Linked DNA regions of Oryctolagus cuniculus: region 2 is linked to region 1. A link is a contact called in public Hi-C data. All regions are on one chromosome and are shown on one strand. The core of a region is the stretch at or near the end of the contact, and the rest is flanking DNA. Distances in the headings are between cores, read along the strand shown. Region 1 overlaps VMP1 (vacuole membrane protein 1). Region 2 overlaps VMP1 (vacuole membrane protein 1).

Region 1 (3,418 bases), core at 587-3,086:
TGCAGCAAAACAAACTTATCTTTTAATTCCATTTCCTATGAACTTTTGAAGTTTCTGTATACTCACCCTTTAATCTGTGGGGGGAAAAATTATAAAATGACAAACTAGTATGAGCAATGCTGCATAATTTTAAATAGTTTTCTAGATTTTGAAATTTTCAAGCTTTTTAAAAAATTTATACTAGAGTAGCTGATGATTTACTATATTTGCAGCTTCTTTATTATATAGTTTGTAGCACTGAAGGGATTGAAAATGTTACAGCCATTTCCACATTTCACTAGGAAATACAGTATATAATCTACAAGAGACCAGAGAGAAATCTGGGATACTGTTGGGCTTATTTTAGCCACTTCTTAAAGAAACATCTTTCAAAAAATTAAAAACCTAAAATGGTCATATTAATTCTGAGATGAACTTATCCAATGTTGTTTTATCACTCAAGATGAAGGTCAAGATTTCACAATAAGACTTGTGTATGCATGAATATTTACAAGGAAGACGAGCAGACAAGAGAGACAGACAGGCAGCTCTCTCAGAACTGATAAAACATTCCTACAGACTGAAATTGTTTGCACAACATCTGTAACATCAGTTCATGGCCCAATCCATCATGTGTACATAGAAGTCAAGTGAGATACCAAAGGCAAAATTTTCAATTGGTTTTGTCTGGAAGTTTAGGGCAAAGGTAATAAAATCAAGAATCCTGTGCTGATTCACTGGGAAAACATTTGTTTGCCACACTCCTTCACTAAGGAACAAAAGGAGTCAGTGGTTAGCTGGAATGTGATTCATTAGGAATATCTGGGTAATAAATAAATGAACAGAGATGACAAACTGTTGTCTGTAATGACTTGCAAACCCTTTGTTTTCTTTTATTTCAACTTTTAGTGGACTGTGGAAACCCTTTTTCAAACATAGGAATTCTACTCACAGTTTTAAATCGTTTTTCTCATCAGATCAGAAAATGATTTATTGAAGGTTATGGCCTACAGCAAACAATTCTATAAGGCTAAAGTGTAAAACTGCTGATTCCAAATGGGCACTGTAAAGTTTACTATTTATACTCTTTTTTGTGAAAAAGACCTAAGTTATGCTCAGTCCCTCTCTGTAAAATGCAGTACACTGGGTCAAAAAGTAGTAAACTTGGCATCAGGCAAAGCGGCTTTCAGTTTTCTAAGTCTGTTAGTAAATTACTAGGTACACCCAGACTTCTGTCTCATCTTTCACACTTAACAAAAAAACCTAATAATATTATTATAATGCCTGTGCCACCTAGTCTCAGGGCTAGAATATGAAAATTTTCATAAACACCTAAGTACAAAATGGCTAGCCAAGACAAAAGAAGTATAAACTCTATTATTTCATGCTCCAAGTTATAAGGTACAGTCTTTGAAGCTATTTTTATTATATTGAATTAATCTATATTTACGTAAAGACATCTTTCTCCTTTCTTTTCTAAGCCTAAGCAACTTTTGATCGTGACAAGGTTGACTTAAGTGTTTAGGAGAAACAGACTGCCTACATATTTATGGAGAGAGCTAAAAAATAATGTTAAATTGTTTAAAATTTATATCAAACAGAAGGGACTTAATAACAGAATCCTCCTAGCTTTCATTTTAAGAACACATTAATAAACAGTGTCTTAAGGGCAGGAAGTTAGGTAGACTGTGCATATCCTTCTGCTTGATGAAAATCCAGTCCTGTGTCCTAGAGATCTTGGTTTCTTTTTTTGATTTAGTGATATTCACAAGAGTTAATACCTTGAGTCACTCTTTGGGAGAGACAACGAGAAGAGCTAGAATGCCCCCAACAAACAAAAGGCAAACAGACCTTTTCCAACAAGTGCCTGTTGGTCTTCCCACAAGCACCCTGACTCACGACATGCTTGTAGACAGACACAGTCATTACACTTACAGTGAGCAGTATCAGAGTCATGCTAGACCTTAGCTTCTGAAAACTTCTTCCTCTTTTTTTTTTTTTTTAAATAAATGAAGCAGAAATGATAGTGAGGAAGTTTGGTAACAATCTTATTAAAAATAATTAATTTACCCTATGGCATTAATAATTACTATAATATTTCACTTCCAAATTATTACACTGTTTAATTTTAATACATATCCATGCAGTTTTCCCATTTACTTTCAGTAATAAATAGCCACGAAGTAAAAAAGAATCAGAAATGTATACACATAGGGAAAAACAGCTTTAAAAAGCAGCACACAATACTATAAAGAACTTGGTTATAAAAGTAGACAGGGTACCACATCCAGAGGTATTCATAAATATGAGAAAGTAATCAGGATGTCAGACATTTAAGAGGGACATTTTTTTACCACATATTTTAGTGGTGAAATAATTCCAAACTTTAAAGCAGAAACAGGCCTCCGAGTCTTACATATGGGTAATATCTCACAGCTTTCTTTGTATAATTTACAAGAAATAGTCAAGTACTTCTACTAAAATGGTCATATTAAAAATGGTTCATAAGCTTCTAATAAAACCGGATCTATTCTACAATGTAAGTGAATATTTTCAAACTTCTCTACTTCCAAACTTTTTTAGAAAGGACAATTCTAATGCTTAAAACAGATGAAAATCCCTGATCTTGATTCCCAAATGTGATGAAATCCAATCATTAAATATACACTAAAGAGAGAAACTGCTATAAAATACATTCAACCTCTTCTCATAGCTAAATATTCGGGTGCTTTTTAAACTTACACAATGACTGTTGATAGTTTTCTCTTTATATTTCTTTGACTAAGAGCTGAGCTTATTTGAACAGGATATGGGGCTTTGTTAAGACTTTCTTCAGAAAACTGCTCCATCTAGTGTCCAAAACTGTGTGTGTGTGTGTGTGTATGTGTGTGTATCACATTATATAAGGCTGTAGATTGCAGCCTATGGACTCATCCTCTTTGTTATTGTTAAATATAAATAACTTTATAAATCATTAATGGTACATACAGCTTAAAAATGGTTCCTGAATCATCTTGTCATGTAAATTGATAATTCCCAATTTACAAACACAAAAGGATCATGTCTGAGATACAATTCTCACTGCCAAGTGCCACAGTTCCTGTTGCTGTTAACCTGCGTTTTTACAGAATTATGAATCATATTTCTGTGTTATTGTTCTTAAAATGAAAGCTAAGAAGATTCAGTTATTAAGTCCCTTCTGTTTGATATAAATTTTAAACAATTTAACATTTTTTTAGCTCTCTCCATAAATATGCAGAGGTGGTTCCAGAGGTAACTCTATGACTTCTTCCAAATATTTTTTTAAAGACTTATTTATTTATTTGAAAGTCAGAGTTACACACAGAGAGAAGGAGAGGCAGAGAGAGAGAAAGAGAGAGAGAGAGATGTCTTCCATCCAATGGTTCACTCCCCAATTGGCCTCAACAGCCAGAGCTGC
Region 2 (3,418 bases), core at 560-3,059, 72 kb before region 1:
AGGAATTAAGTTTTTAAACTGATACAGGTTGGAAAAGGGAATTTTCCTTCCTGGCTTGGATCCTTCCCACTTTAAGGCAGAACCCATCCATTCTGATTTCTGCAGTTAAGAACCTTTCTCTGCTTATTTAGTTTTCTCCTCTGAGTTCAACCGTTGCTGAATTCGTTTGGCATAACTTTGTGCCATGGAATTAATGATAGACAGGATGAAGTAACACACCATCACAACGACCAACTTCTCAAACATCCAGGACAACCAGTTTTCTCCCTGTAGGAAGAAATGCACAACAACCCAAAGAGAAAGGCTTCGTTAGTTGAACAGTAAAAAGAGAATGACCCATAGTGTTTTAAGAAAAAGAATGAGAACTGGAGGCTACCCTGAAATCTACATGTTACGCTCAGTCTCTCAAGACTCCCCTTTGTTGGATGCAAAGGCAGTGTTGATTCATATAGTTCGGAATGACTGGGCAAATGTTGAGTTCATCTCTCATCTTTTCACTGTGACCTAAGAATTAAATCTCTGATTAAACTCGTTTCTGAAGCAGTCAGGCACTCTCCAATTATTGTCAAGAGAGCTAGACATTTTCCATCTCCCAGTTCCCATCCCGGGAACTGTCTTTAAAATATAAATGCTTTTATTTTCTAAAGTCACATTTGGACAACGGAGGGCAGCAAAGGACCACACGAAGCATGTGTCCTCGAGGCCATTAAAGAAAAGCTTCCCACTTCAGGTTACTGCTTACTCATCCTGTTCTAGTCACTTCCCCTTGCCAGAGGGCTGTTTACAGAGAAGGCAGGCTCAGTTTAAGTTTTAAAGTTCAGCAATGTTAAGAGTCTTAGTGTATAAAGAAAGTATCATTTTCCCACAGCTGAAAAGAAAAATAGTGAAAATACCAAAGTGGGACATTCAAGCTATCGCACTAAGCCTAATATTTCTGTTATGAGGAAAATTAAAATGGTTTTAATCTACTCAGGAGAGCCTACTAATAAATCATTTAAGATCAAGGCAGCAACTCCTTCACTCTACGTTGCAGAGCCATTACTTTTCATTAGCCCTACCCTTGTTGCTGGGAGAAGATGTACAAAACAGAAAAGTTATACTACAGGTTTCAGACAAAGACAAATTTCCTAGGAGAGACCACACAGAGCCTCAACCTCTGTTAGGAAACTGGCGAACGAACCCCAATCTATACACCGAAATTGGAGTGCGCGAGCTGCCTGAGGGGAGAGGAGGCTCACCTGTGCTGTGCCCAGTTCACTTCTGTGGTGAAGCTTCTGCCGCTGCGCCTCCAGGTAGTCCTGGAATGGCTTCTGCAGAGACGGACCTATGCCGGGGACAGCACTGGAAGCAGGGCACGGCAGCCCACGGCAGAAGATAACATTTGGGAAGAAAAGTAGAAAAACGTTAAAGAAAATCTACTTACCGTCTGGTTTCAAAAATAACAAAATAGGTAGGAAGAAGAATAAAATAACAATCAGAGAGCTGTCGAGATCCTGGGAACTCTTGTTAGTGGACATAAATTCTTCCTTCTAACAGCCCCTTCCAGGAGAAAAATCTCTCCCACCAACAAGTCTGGGATAAACTCAGAGCTGCAAACCAGGAGCTACTTCTAACAAGAGTGAGGCCGGCGCAGCTGACGCTGCACACTGGGGTGGCACAAAGAAGAAAATGAATGACTTCTGAGAAGTCCCACATTTATCACCACCAGTTCCTGTAAGAACTGGTTTGAACCGATTAATAAGGAAATGACTTATGCTTGTGTCATCCCTAGTTAAAAAAGAAACTGCCCGCCCTCTCCCTGACTTGTCCCATCTTCTCAGAGGGGGCGGTTCTTTCTCAATCTAAGTCCTTATTAGGACAATCCGTGCGTCATCCTTATCCAAAAAGAATGCATTAGCGAATTTGGGAGGCACCTCCCCCTAGTCAGAAGTCAGTGATTAACAAAGGAACAAAGAAGGAACTCTGAACCTTGAATCATTTCATGGTTTATGGCAGATGATTTGCACAGAATCTCCAGTACATTACTAAACAGCTTGTTCTGAGCTGATTGGGACAGTGATCTTTGATAAGTTTGTGTATTGAGAGCTCCCTCTCACCCAGAATGCCTGGAGGGAGGGCTGTTAAACCGGTTTGGCCACTGCAGCTCCCAGGCTCCCGTTTTAGACTGCAGGGGTTTTTACAATAGTAACTTAGGGCAACTTAGAAAATCAAACACCTCTATTTTCTGTACCCTTTATTTTCTCTTCTGTCACACTTCAGATGAAAGGCAAACAAACCCAATCTCTTTTCCTAGAGCTTGCAAAAGGTACTCCATTATGAATTTGTAGCAGTGCTTAATGCTCTTCCTGCTGAGTGTACAAAGTAACTTCACCTCTTCTCTCCATTTATTCAGTTGCTGCTTTTTGTAATAAATTAGAGACCAGCAGAAGGGAGGTTTTTTTTTTTTTCTATTACATTTATCAGAAACCAATACAGCCCTAAATCCTGGCTAATACTTTTCTTTGATCCTATGAATTTACCAACCAGTAAACACTGAATGGAGTAATAGATGCAATGGGGGACTGGCGGTGGGGGGAAACTGGAAGAACTGGTCCGTGCCCACCAGGAACTTAGAAGAAGATCATTATGGGGATTTAACACATGCACATAGGAACTGAGTTATGAGTAAGATAAATTAACAATTCAATCCTAAATCATTTGGTACAGAAGATATAAGCTGAAAGTACTGGAGGAAAAGAGATCAGTGTAGGGTGAAGTGAACTGAAGGATGTGCAAAAAGGCCCAAGCAGACCAACACCTGCACTGAGCAGACCAGAAGACCTAAGACAGTCATCAGACAGAAGCGGTGAAGTCTCAGCCCGCGGGCTCCGGCTCTCACGCACAGACTTGCCGGGGGCCTTTCATGAGTAAGGTCGACCAGAAGTGCTGTGTCTGAGCTGTGTTGCTCTTTAGCAGCAATGATTCTAACTACAAAGGGGCAACAGGACAAATTTTTTCTTTAGAGGAGAAAAAAAGTACTTCAAGTAATATTTCCATATATACTACAGGTAGGAATGCAAATAGCTCACCCATTCACACTAGAAATATGTGATATGAAGATAAAAAACAATTCCAGTAAAATACACACACTGAATGACTGGTTTTAAAATAGCAGATTTATAAGAACTTTCATTTTCATAAATTGCTTCATTGACCTTAATAACAACACGCTAAAGGATAGCTACAGTTAAACTATCATTTTAGAGAAAATTAAGGACCAAAACCTAAATGTTAGAAAGATTCTGATTTTTTATTGCTGTTGAGAGGAAAGAAGAAGGGACTGGCAATCATTATAGATTTACTTTATTTTTTAAGATTTATTTATTTATTTGAAAGTCAGAGTTACAGAGAGAGAGGAGAAGGAGAGAGAGAGAGAAAG

The links. A called contact is a pair of places that touch in the nucleus more often than the background predicts.
Region 2: a Hi-C map of embryonic fibroblasts shows a contact between it and region 1, with 8 times the contacts expected there. The contact joins two enhancer-like sites. A contact is called at or near these places in 5 of 6 Hi-C or Micro-C datasets (ear pinna, embryonic fibroblasts, psoas muscle and 2 more).

The regions. Positions count from the first base shown.
Region 1 is chr17:35,065,934-35,069,351 of mOryCun1.1, reverse strand. The region is part of intron 5 of VMP1 (vacuole membrane protein 1); the gene reads right to left. Among named protein-coding and RNA genes, the nearest start is that of PTRH2, 62 kb to the right of the region's middle. Within about 2 kb of position 1,836, at least 1 of the 8 cell types and tissues checked has an H3K27ac peak or open chromatin away from gene starts, as enhancers often do.
Region 2 is chr17:35,138,247-35,141,664 of mOryCun1.1, reverse strand. It overlaps VMP1 (vacuole membrane protein 1), which reads right to left. Exons shown (of 12, transcript XM_002719255.5): 11 at 1,239-1,341; 12 at 1-267. The coding sequence ends at 124. Among named protein-coding and RNA genes, the nearest start is that of MIR21, 2.9 kb to the left of the region's middle. Within about 2 kb of position 1,809, at least 6 of the 8 cell types and tissues checked have an H3K27ac peak or open chromatin away from gene starts, as enhancers often do.